Linked DNA regions of Mus musculus: regions 2, 3 and 4 are each linked to region 1. A link is a contact called in public Hi-C and Micro-C data. All regions are on one chromosome and are shown on one strand. Each heading gives the region's core, a stretch centred on a gene start, on an enhancer-like site or on the middle of the called end of the contact. The rest is flanking DNA. Distances are from core to core; before and after follow the strand shown. Region 1 holds the start of Opn3 (opsin 3). Region 2 holds the start of Pogk (pogo transposable element with KRAB domain). Region 3 holds the start of 1700056E22Rik (RIKEN cDNA 1700056E22 gene). Region 4 holds the start of Uap1 (UDP-N-acetylglucosamine pyrophosphorylase 1).

What was found. Hi-C and Micro-C count contacts between places; a contact is called where the count stands out from the background.
Region 2: a Hi-C map of B cells shows a contact between it and region 1, with 5 read pairs. The contact joins the promoter of Pogk here to the promoter of Opn3 in region 1. A contact is called at or near these places in 2 of 484 Hi-C or Micro-C datasets (B cells and CD4 T cells).
Region 3: a contact with region 1 is called in a Micro-C map of embryonic stem cells, with 11 times the contacts expected there. The contact joins the promoter of 1700056E22Rik here to the promoter of Opn3 in region 1. A contact is called at or near these places in 2 of 484 Hi-C or Micro-C datasets (embryonic stem cells and rod photoreceptor).
Region 4: a contact with region 1 is called in a Hi-C map of CD8 T cells, with 9 times the contacts expected there. The contact joins the promoter of Uap1 here to the promoter of Opn3 in region 1. A contact is called at or near these places in 4 of 484 Hi-C or Micro-C datasets (CD4 T cells, CD8 T cells and regulatory T cells).

The regions. Positions count from the first base shown.
Region 1 is chr1:175,691,243-175,693,977 of GRCm38.p6, reverse strand. It overlaps Opn3 (opsin 3), which reads left to right and starts at 1,346. Exons shown (of 4, transcript NM_010098.3): 1 at 1,346-1,808. The coding sequence starts at 1,442. Gm39707 (a long non-coding RNA gene) reads right to left here and starts at 932. Exons shown (of 3, transcript XR_865748.2): 1 at 887-932.
Region 2 is chr1:166,408,496-166,411,230 of GRCm38.p6, reverse strand. It overlaps Pogk (pogo transposable element with KRAB domain), which reads left to right and starts at 1,403. Exons shown (of 6, transcript NM_175170.4): 1 at 1,403-1,524; 2 at 1,900-2,233; 3 at 2,699-2,735. The coding sequence starts at 2,215.
Region 3 is chr1:184,032,582-184,035,316 of GRCm38.p6, reverse strand. It overlaps 1700056E22Rik (RIKEN cDNA 1700056E22 gene), which reads left to right and starts at 1,319. Exons shown (of 1, transcript NM_028516.1): 1 at 1,319-2,285. The coding sequence starts at 1,457. The coding sequence ends at 2,161. Dusp10 (dual specificity phosphatase 10) reads right to left here and starts at 936. Exons shown (of 4, transcript NM_022019.6): 1 at 748-936.
Region 4 is chr1:170,173,559-170,176,293 of GRCm38.p6, reverse strand. Uap1 (UDP-N-acetylglucosamine pyrophosphorylase 1) reads left to right here and starts at 1,330. Exons shown (of 11, transcript NM_001305045.1): 1 at 1,330-1,544.

The sequences.
Region 1 (2,735 bases), core at 97-2,596:
AAACCAGTCATTAGTGCCTATGACATCTTCAGGTGCATGCAGCTCGGGACATTTTCCTCTCGTGGGTAGTCGTTGGGGACTGCAGTGGAGACAGAGAAAGCAGGCCTAAAGAAGTGACGTTCACAATCTATATTTGACTTGTTCTATATTTGCATTGCTGCTGGGGAAAGGTCCAGTGGAAAATGCGTGCTGTTCTAAATATATCCTCTCTATACCTGCTAGATTTGGATTGAAGCCTTAGGGGGCGGGGCACTGCTCAAGAGATCACCTCCAGAGAAGCATTTGGACTGGATTGTGTATCAGGTGTACCTACTGCAGACTGAGAAGGCTTGGGATCCAGTGGAAGGGTGACTTGGGTGTCACTCTGATGCTATTTCCTTCCTTATTCTGGGGCTCTGAGAGTGGCAGCTCAGAACACTGTCATAAACGCTGGGACATATCTTCCAGCTCTAAGGTAGTTGAGACTCAGCCTGCTGCGTTTGTTTGTTTGTTTTTAACGTCAGGTTCCCTGTTTATGAGATCATTTCGCTGGCGCTCTACTTCGGGCATTTCAGTGTTTTGTTTTCTTTCTATTGGGTGTATGAGGTGGGGGTGGGTGTTATTATAGCTTCCCAGGAAAGAGAGTATTTCATTCAGCATGCTTAACTGAGTTAAGCGCAGGCGTTCATAAATATTTATGAATGAGTGTATGCTAGGGTGAGTGACTTAACGGGTGAATGGACGAGATGCTTTAGAGTCCGTTGAGGGCTGTGAGGATCCGCTGTGGCTAATTTACCTCCGTAAGGGAGTTTACTTTCTCTTTTTTTCTGTACAGTCTGTTCAGGTTTCCACCTCGGCTTAAGGGTGAAGGAAGCAGAGCAAGAGCTCACTGGTCTCTGAAACTCACCTCTGCTGGGCGGGAACGCGCCCGGGAGGTGGGAGGGGGGAAAAGGGGCGGGCCGCTAAAGCAGTAGGGCGGGGCCACAGCTCAGAGGCGCGGTCAGAGGTTCTAAGAAGGCGGAGCTGTATGCCGGAGGGCGGGGCCAAGGGTGTGAGTCAGAGGGCGGGGTAACAGGAGATTCCGGGAGGGAGGAGCCGCAGGCCAGACTGCGGAAGAGTCTTAGGAGGGCGGGGCCAAAACGGCTGCCGTATGGATGAGGCCGCAAGGTAGAAGGGCGTGGCCTCCAGGGAGGTCCCGTGGGAGGGACTGCAAGTGCTAGCTAGTGGGGCTCGGGACCCACGCGGGAGGGTGGGATAGCAAGAACGCTAGGAGGGCGGAGTTTCATGCGGTGGGGCGGGGTCCTAGCACCGAAGGGCGGGGCCTCGGGTGCGCGCGGGTTGGGCGGGCCTGGCGCGGCTCCCGGGCACAATGGCCTGAGCGGCCCGCAGAGCGTGAGATCCACCCTGTTCGGGCCGCCCGGCTCACCGAGCCCTCTCTCTCACGGCGCGCCGGCGTCGGGCCATGTACTCGGGGAACCGTAGTGGCGACCAGGGCTACTGGGAGGACGGGGCGGGCGCCGAGGGCGCAGCACCGGCGGGCACGCGGAGCCCCGCGCCTCTCTTCAGCCCCACCGCGTACGAGCGCCTGGCGCTGCTACTCGGCTGCCTCGCGCTGCTGGGCGTCGGCGGCAACCTGCTGGTGCTGCTTCTCTACTCCAAGTTCCCGAGACTGCGCACGCCCACCCACCTCTTCCTGGTCAACCTGAGCCTGGGCGACCTGCTGGTATCCCTGTTCGGAGTCACCTTCACCTTCGCGTCGTGCCTGCGGAACGGCTGGGTGTGGGACGCCGTGGGCTGCGCGTGGGACGGGTTTAGCGGCAGCCTCTTTGGTGAGTCGCCCGGGACGCGTTCTCCTTGCCTCTCAACTTTCCCCCGGGTACATCAGCTCTGGGCCTCCGTCCTCCCCGGGATCGTCCCTGATAGCCAGTCATCACCCACAACTCCCTCTCTCTCCTCGAGAACCTCCCTTAGATACCCAACCCTCGCCTCCCTTCTCCCTTTCATCTGGTCTTCATCCCCAACTCTGTTTCCCTCCTTGCCTGGATTTACACACCCTTCTTCCCAGCCAGTCACCAACCCCAGCCCCTCCTGCCTCTGTAGCACTTTCCAAAGTCTCCCTGCCGCTGGCCATCTTATTTCCCCTCATCTATTTTTACTTCCTACTGTAGCTCTCAACAGGGCAGCTCACAGTGGACTTTACAGAGGGAGAAAGAAATGAGGCCCTGTAGAGTCAAGAGATGCAAGAAAAAAGTCAACTCCTGAACAGTGGAGGCGAGAACAAGGAGAGATTTAATTCACAAATTTAGTATTTGTTCCTCAGAATGACATGTAGAATCCTAAATAACGCAGTATTTTACCCCCTTTCACTCGTTAGCAATTATAAACAGTTGAATGCTTCCTAGGGGATGAGACTTTTTTTTTTTTTTAATTTCCTGTACATAGGTTCTGTCACACCAGAGGTTACAAATGGCGCAAAGGAGTCCAACTCATAATTAGCAGGGCAGCCAGTACATTTAATTGAAGTAGAACTTGTTGCTTTCTTGAAGATTTATATTGAGAATTGACAGGTTGAAGGTTGACTGATCCAGTATTCTAAGCCTGGGAAAAACGTGTGTGTGTGTGTGTCCCCTAGGGATTTTGTTTGTATAACGATTTAAAATAGAAATGGATATTTCTTAAGGCTTAAAGTCCCTTTCACAAACCTTAAAAACACATTGATAATTTACTATTGACTTGATCTTGCCAGATCTTAGAGA
Region 2 (2,735 bases), core at 154-2,653, 9.3 Mb after region 1:
TGGAAACTGCCATTTCCCTCAGCAAAGTTAAAAATGAGAATATCAATTAATTTAAGCCACCATTCCTGATTCTTAAAAAAATAAATAAATATATACATCAAAAGAGCTATCCATTAAAACAACAAAGGAATCCTAACCTTCTCTTTCAATATATCAATAATCTCTGTGCAGTGATTAAGCCATCATTGCTCTTTGCTCTTGTCAGCCATAACAACATTTCAAGAGTGAGTCTTCTGTGTCGTACTATATGTATTAAAAAGCACAGCTCATCTATGCCTTGGCATTTGTGCTTACACACACATTAGTGAACAGAAGCAATAAGTTTAAAGTAAAATGTTTAACAACAGCTTCTCCTGGGGGCTGTAAAGGCAGCTCGGGTGTTAAGTGCACTGCTCTTGAAGAGGATCAGAGCTTAGTTTCCAGCACCCCGATCAGGCAGCTCACAGCTACCTGTAACTCCAACACAGTGGTATCCCATGACTCTAGCCTTCAGGCATAAGCACATACCCATGCACATATTACTTAAAATAATATTTTGATTTTTAAAAACGATTCTTTTCTTAACCACAGGCTCTTGAACCCTCTCCTGAGCTGCCTCTGCTGCCGTGCTCCCCACCCCCACCTCTGCTTGCCCAGCCTTATTTAAGCAAGAATCCTAAGTCAGTTTAGCACATTTGTTATCTGATCACCCTGGTCTGCTTTCAACCAGAATCCAGTTTAGTGGGTTTAGCAAGAATCCCTCAATCTTTGATAATTCCTCTTAGTAATTATCCACACTCTTGACATCCACACCCCTTCCTCTCCTTGGCTATAAATCACCAACCCCCAAGTTGAACTCAATCTTTTAGTATTTTCAATAAGTATGAAGTGTGTGTGTGTGTGTGTGTGTGTGTGTGTGTGTGTGTGTGTGTGTGTGTGGTGTTTGTTTAAACAAGGTCCAAACAGATCTCCGACTGTAGAATCTTTTTCTGAAATAAGAAGATTTTCGAGGTCTCCTGGAACATGGTTGCTATATTCTCCACAGAGCTGTGGGCAAACAACTCGAAAAAACTTCTTCACACCTACTACGCCCAGGAAACTACATGCTTGGGAGTTAAAGGGCAATACTACAAAAATCTTCAAGTTCGCTTCTTGGTATGCTTGGATCAGCGTTCTGGACAGAACAAGAACGATGAGCCCGGTCACCCCTCCGCGCACAGAGCATTTCTGGATGCCTGAGCGGAAAGGCTGCGGTGTTCCTCCGAGCAAATGCCCACCTCGGCGGCCGCAAGTGAGCCAGCCACCGGGCTAACGCGGCTCGAAGCACCGAGGTCGCCGGAAGCGCCGCCGAGACCTGCTGACGTCACCGCCCCTAGCCCGCCCCTAACACCCTGGGCTCCGCCCACCCCTCCCCTCCCACCACGTGTCCTCGCTCCCTCCCGAGGGGCCGCGCTGGGGCGGCGGGAGCGGTGGAGACGATGGCGCGGTGAATGCCGGGCCACAGCCTTCGTCGCCCTTTGCGGCGACGCCGCCCGCTCGGCCGGGGTGAGTGCGCGCGGGCTGCGGGATCCGGGCGGCTCGTCCTCGAGGCCGGCGGAGGAGGCTGGGCCACGGTGGGGCGGGGGCCGCCGGTGGCAGTGTCGCCTCCGCCGCCGCCTTTGTTGCGGGCCGGCCGGGGAGGTAGGCGGCGTGGGCTGTCGCCGCCCCGCAGGTGGACCGAGGACCTTAGTGGTGGGCGGGGGTGGCGGGAGAGGGTTGGACAAGATGGCTGGAGCGGGCAAGGGCGGCGGCGAGCACCTTCGTGCCGGCCCCTCCCACCACCCGCCCCGCAGCTGGGCACAGGCCGCGGCCAAGTTCAGGTCCCGGGACTCCTGTGACCTCACGAGTGTTCCTACCTCCCCATGCCTCCACCCACCCCAGAAACATTGAAGAAGCTGACTCTGAACTCCGGGAAGATCCTTGCTTGGGAAGTCCCGGGAAATGGAGCTCACAGATGCACACTCTCTGCATACCCAGCAGCTGCCCGCAGTCTCTTCTGGGGAACCTCTTTGTACCAGCCTGAGGAGGCTTCGAATAGAGAGGATTTGCGACCCAGAGGCGAGGAGAAGTCCAGCCAGGTTTGGGTTGGCCTCTGCCACCCAGGCACGCCCCTCTCTGCATCATGGACTTGGCTTTGGGAGGTCCTTTGAGGCAGAAAAACTGTTAAGTTTCTGAAGTAGCTTGTGGACAGCGCCTATGAATCTGGAAAACCCAGGTGATAACTATTTTGGGCTAACTATTTAAATTTCCTATCTAGGCTGAGATACTTTGATGTGGTAGCAAATCAGCACCGCCCTCCTCTGGTCCTGATTCCGTGCTCAAACAGTCCTGGCAGTGGGAACTTCTGCCCATCACTGAGCTGTTTGAAACCTCTTCCCGGGATATTTACCCACTGTTCTAAGTTCTGCCCTTCTGCACAGAGGCTCTGTGAAAACTACTCTGGTCTCCGTGCCACAGGGGGCTCTTTAAATATTTGAAGTTAGCCAGATAAATTATCTGCCCTCAGCCTCTGTAATAATTAAATAAGCCAGCCACCTTTCTGAACCCCTTCCTTCCAGCTGGAAGCAGACAGTGCTTTGACCTAAACAGGTTTGTGTGTGTGTGTGTGTGTGTGCCTGAGCCGCCCTCTCACAGACTAGTTCCCACTGACACCTGATTGTCTGCTAACTCTTGAATGCAGAAATGGAGTCCCGGGCCTACCCTCTGAATTTGACCCT
Region 3 (2,735 bases), core at 70-2,569, 8.3 Mb before region 1:
TTTTTTTTTCAGAGCGAGTACTATTCCAAAAACTGTTAACTGTGTCCCAGCTGGAACATGAATGCAGTCAAAGTCTTTGCTATTTTGCTACCTGGTAAGGGGACATCCAGGATTAGTAGCCTATTCCCTAGGAGGAGAACCCGGGAACGACTTTCCAGAGACACAGGCTGGGACCGGTACCTCTTCACTGTGCTGCTGCTCACACACGGGCACAGAGCGCACTGAGATCTGCATCCTTGCAGCAGATAGCTCCAAAGCCAGTCTGGCCCGGGAAACCTCCCACAAAAATAGCACGAACCCCCTACCCCCTTTCTCGCTAATCTTCCTTCCACCACTAACAGGGACTGAAGAAAAACCAAGTGCTTAAAGAATGCTCCTTCCCCACTCCTGGGGCACGTAGCATCCCTATTCCGTGCCACCACTGAGCATCATGAGCAAAGCCTTGGGCTTTGAAAACTGCCATAAAGCATCTTAACCAAACCAAAACTCATTTCCCCTCTTCATCCCAGGGCAAGCAGAGCCAAAAGACTAAACCTTAGGATCTTCCTTACCTGACGTAGGTCCGTCTCTGTCTCTCTGACACTGTCTCTGTCTCTCTCTCTCTCTGTCTCTCTGTCTCTGTCTCTCTCTCTCTCACTCACACACACACACACACACACACACACACACACACACACATACACACACACACACACACGGAACCCTCCACCCTCCGGCTCTGAGTGACCCGTGATGTCTTCCACTTACTTCATCAATAAGCGTAGCCCTCTACCATCTGGCGCCCGCTCCAGCTATGCGCTCGCGCAGTGCGCCCCCATTCACTCAGCTTCATTGATCCCCAGCAGCAACACAGAGTTACTTTCTCTTTTGCTACAGCGTAAATGTAAGCTTTGGAGGGGGCGGGGTTGCCTCCGAGCGACGGCGCGATACGCCAATGAAGACCCAGAGGCTGCCGCCCGCTACATCACAGTGGTCTCTGACCAATAAGAAGCCGAGGAGGGCGGAGAAAGGGGCGAGGCCTCGCCTTGGGAGGGAGGCCGGCTCGGACCCGCTAGTGGGTTTGGTGTGTTAGAACGCGCGGGTGGTGATGTCATTGGCAACCAATCAAAAACTTAAAAGTGCTAGCCCGGGCCCGCTTGGAGCAGCGGCTCTCTATTTACATGTAAACCTAGGCAGCAGGACGCGGTTAACCCTTCCTGGGACTGAAGTGTCAATGGCTTGCTCTGGTCGCTCCGGCTGAAACTGGTTCTTCTGACCCTCCCCCGCCCCCTGTTGAGGACATCAGCCTCGCGGGGTCTCCATTCCGCCTTTTGACTCCAGGTGGAGTGTCCATCCAACTTTCCCCAGGCCGGAGACGACTCGAAGCCGGGTCCCTCCATGGCTGTGGCTGCGCCGCGCGGGACGTGAGCGTGCACAGGGCCGGCCTCCCCGCAGCCCCGCTTGGCCCGGCCCGCAGATGTCGCTGCCCCTCCGGCTGCCCTACTGCTCTCCCGCGCGGCGGCTGCGCGCCGTGCTCTTGTTCCCCTACTTCCGTGACCCTGTCACTCCTCCGCCGTCCCCAACCTGTTCTCAGGAGCCCGACTCCGATCCCGAAGGCGGCACTCCGGAGAGCTACTCGGAGGAGGACGCCTGGCTCTGTGAGAGCAGCCACTGGGGGCCGGTGTTGAAGGGCAGCGTGGGCGCCGTCCCGCAGAGCTGGGCGTGGCCGGGCCCTCCGAACGCCCCACAAGCCCCGCAGCCCAGGCACCGACCTCCTCCCAACGCGGTCCCCGCTTCTCCCGCGGCCACCTCCCCCTGTGCGATGTTTTGGAGCCCGCAGTCCATCCGCCCCCCGGTGCTGGGCCGCCCCCGGCCCTCAGTGGCGCAGGGCCCTCGGCGAGCCAAGGAGCGCCAGCCTGGAACAGCAAGCGCCGGCGGGAAGGAGCCAGAGCTCGGGTTGAACAGCCAGAATGAGCGGCGCTTGAGGAGCATGGAAGGGCCCACGCCAGCTCTCCCGATTCCCCGAACTTTGTCCATCAGAGGGGTCACTACTGGTCGGGGTATGTCACCGGTGAAGAGAAGTGGGAAGCTGAGCAAGCCTGCTAGCGCCTTGCCAGAAAAATATCAGGGAAGGTACAGAAGAATGACCCTGGAATTCAAAGGAGTGGAAAAGCCCAGATGAACTGTGATGAAGTTGCGTTAAAGAATCCTAAAGCAATAGAGCTTTTTATACCTCCCTACCCCCTCAGAGAGGAAGACCAAAATGTGAAGTAATTGAAGTGGAATAAAACATTATCAGCTCCGTGGCAGGTTCAGATGTCCTTAATGATGGGAGGCGTTTGCTTTAGGCCCCAGACATTCACCATTGCTGTTGATCTAGGATCATAAGGTGTCCAACCATCATCACCTTCGCTGACTAGCTCTGTCGATTCAGCATGATCTCCCTTGAGTTGAGCACTTCTACACAAGTGCACACTGGGGTTGGAAAAGGATTTTCTTTAGCCCCATTCTGTCTACACACCCAAATACACAGCACCCACACCCGAATGTCTGCACACGAGTGTCCAGGTCGCACCCTTTGGTCCTTAGATCTTTGAGGATTAGCAGGATCAGGCTAGTGGAGGAGGTAGGCTGTGCGCATTTTCCGTGGAACCCAGAAAAGAATTTCCCAGAGCACTTTTGTAGGTTATCTATATCCCTGAATATTTACTGCTGGGGTTCCCATTTACGGTTTGAGTTCTAGGTATTAGGTCTGA
Region 4 (2,735 bases), core at 81-2,580, 5.5 Mb after region 1:
TGCTGTAGCCGCCAATTTCTTTCTAAGAGAATGCTTCTACCCCAGGGACTTGCACACATAAAGAAGGTCAAGAGATTCTGGGCAACCCCATTGTGGGCAGGCTCTGAATTCTTCACTTAAGACTCGGTACTTTCCAAGCTGGAAGTATGAAAACTAGAGAACACACCCGTGTTGTTAGTCTTGCTCCAGGAAGGCACACCTACCACTATCAACAGCACTGTGGGTGCCATTTACAGCTTCTCAGGCGACGTGGCGTTCTGACAGGATTCCAGAGAGCATGCAAGGCTAAGGCCAAGCAAATACTGCTAATAATATATCATGTCCTTCCTTGATCCTGTTCCACCAAGCTGTTTATCCATCTAATCTCTCAAAGCCACAAAGGTGCCTTAACAGATGGGCAACTACGTTTTTATTTACAAATGATACCCCTTGTTAAATGATATTTCTAAATGACATAAATTGATAGTAAAGTCTGGATTAAAAATGAATACGCAAGAATGACTAAGAAAACACTGAAAATGTAAAATGAGGAAGCCTATCCACCTGATGGAAAACATCCTGATATGTTAAATTTAGTTGCTTTTGACATCTCAACAAATTGGACTCTCGTTTCAAAACCTGCAAAAACCCAACATAATAGCTCTAAATATAAATGCAACTTCATAACACTGAGATTATAGCCTGCACATGCACATCTGCTGCCTATGCTGTAACAGGACAGTTGAATTTTAGCTCTCCTCTCCTAGCTAAGTTCTTGCTCTCTGGGCCGGTTCTCCCTGACTGGCACATTTTGCATGGCCTCGGGTCATCTAATCCCTTTTGATTGCATTTCGTTCACTAGTCGCTGTGCAAAAGGCAACCCGGCTGTGTCGACACCCAAGAGACTCCGAAGACAATGGCAGAGGAAGCCCGGGTCACTGGCAAACAGGTATGTGGAGAATTAGAGACAAAATCAGCTAGCTTAAGGTCACAGGCCTGCCTTGGAGGGATCTCTGCCTAGAAACCGGCGGGTCTTTCCCAACCACACCCGTGGGCGTTCGGAAATCCGTCACTTGAAGACTCACTGCCAGCGCCGCGCTCCCTACCAGGCGCTCTGATCCGCCCCGGGTGACCGAGAGGACCCGCCCTGCAGTTTGTCCTTAAGGTGGCGCCTGGCCTCACCTCCCCGCGAAGCCGCGCGCGTAGCCGGCCCCGCCCCTGCTAGTGCGTGGGGGGCGGTACCACAGACTGACAGGATCCTTGGCCATCCTATTGGGCAAGAGTCTGAGTGACGTAAAGAGGCTCCTCCTTCCTGTCGCCGGTGCCCGCCCCTTTGGCTGTTCTCGGTCGCTGACGTGTCGGGCCGGCAGGCTTCCGCTCCGCCCCTGGGCCGCAGCCACTCACCGCGGCGGGAGGGGCCGGGTGGCCGGGGCCCGCGCTCCCCTCGGCCGCTGCTCGTGGCCCGCCCCGCCGCCCCGGCCCCTCGGATGACAGTATATATTCCAGGCGGGCGCGGGACACGGGCGAGTAGCCGAGCCGAAGGAGCCGCGGGATTGTCGAGGGAGGTAGGGACCCCCTTCACGCGCGCGCTCCCATGCCTAGCGCGGGGACCCGGCTACGCGTTGCCGCACCTTGCTCGGCGTCCGCTGCTCGGAGCTCCGGAGAGGCGTGGGCTGTGTCGCGGCGGGGCGGGGATGCGCGCGCGGAGGGTCTTGGGGGAGACCTGAGGGAGGAGGCTTGGGTGATGATGGAGTTCCCGGCGCTTGTCAGCGCTGTTTTTGAGTTGGGGGAAGAGGAGCCAGGAGGGTTTCAGGCTAGGGCCCGGGCATAGTTGTGCCACTTCTGGGGTTCACCGGTGGGAATAAGTGATCGCTGTTACTGTTGGGAAAGCGCGTTGGGGTGTTTTGAACCCACGAGGGTAAGAATTGATAGTTCCGACCAGGACAGTGGATCCCAATGGGGGATGTGACTAGCACAGGACCCGCTTGCCTTCGCTTGATACTGATAGTGAGAGAGGTTCAGATTTCAGGGTTTTCCCCTCAGTTGGACTGGAGGAACGGTGAGGCTGAGAGCACACATATGCTCTAGAAGATTTTTTAAAAGTTTGGTGTGAAGGCTGACTGGCCTTCATCGGCATACTATGAGATCTGATATCCGATGGTAATGATCATGCATTTATGAGAGGCACAAGTTTAAGGACTTGGAGGTGAAGTTCACTGGGCTTGGATCCAAGAGTTTGCAGCAAACCAAAAGCATTTATCCATTTCGTTATTAGTTGACTCACTTGGCTGAGGGAAAAGACTTCATAGTCTGTCCTGTTAGTTAGTGGTTAGGACTCAAGTCAGTCTCAGTACCATTCCTCCCCACCCCCACCCCAGCCCCTCCCCTCCCCTCTTTTTTCCTGTTTCGTTTGTTTGTTTGTTTGTTTCCGAGACAGGGTTTCTCTGTGTAGCTTTGGTTGTTGGAACTCACTCTGTAGACCTGGCTGGCCCAGAATTCAGAGATCCATTTACCTTAAAGATATGTACCGCCACTGCCTGGCTCCATGTGTCCCCCCCACCCCACCCCCACCCCCCAAAGCGATTTACTAACCCACCCTGAGGACATATAGCAGCAGAGGTGGGGGTGGAATTGGGAAATACTGGACGTCCTTAATGTGGCATTTAAATTCTAATAAAGGCATGTTTGATAATGGTTTGTTGGGTATGTTGATCCAGGTGTGTTAGGTTGTAGGCACACACCAAATTTAGTCATAA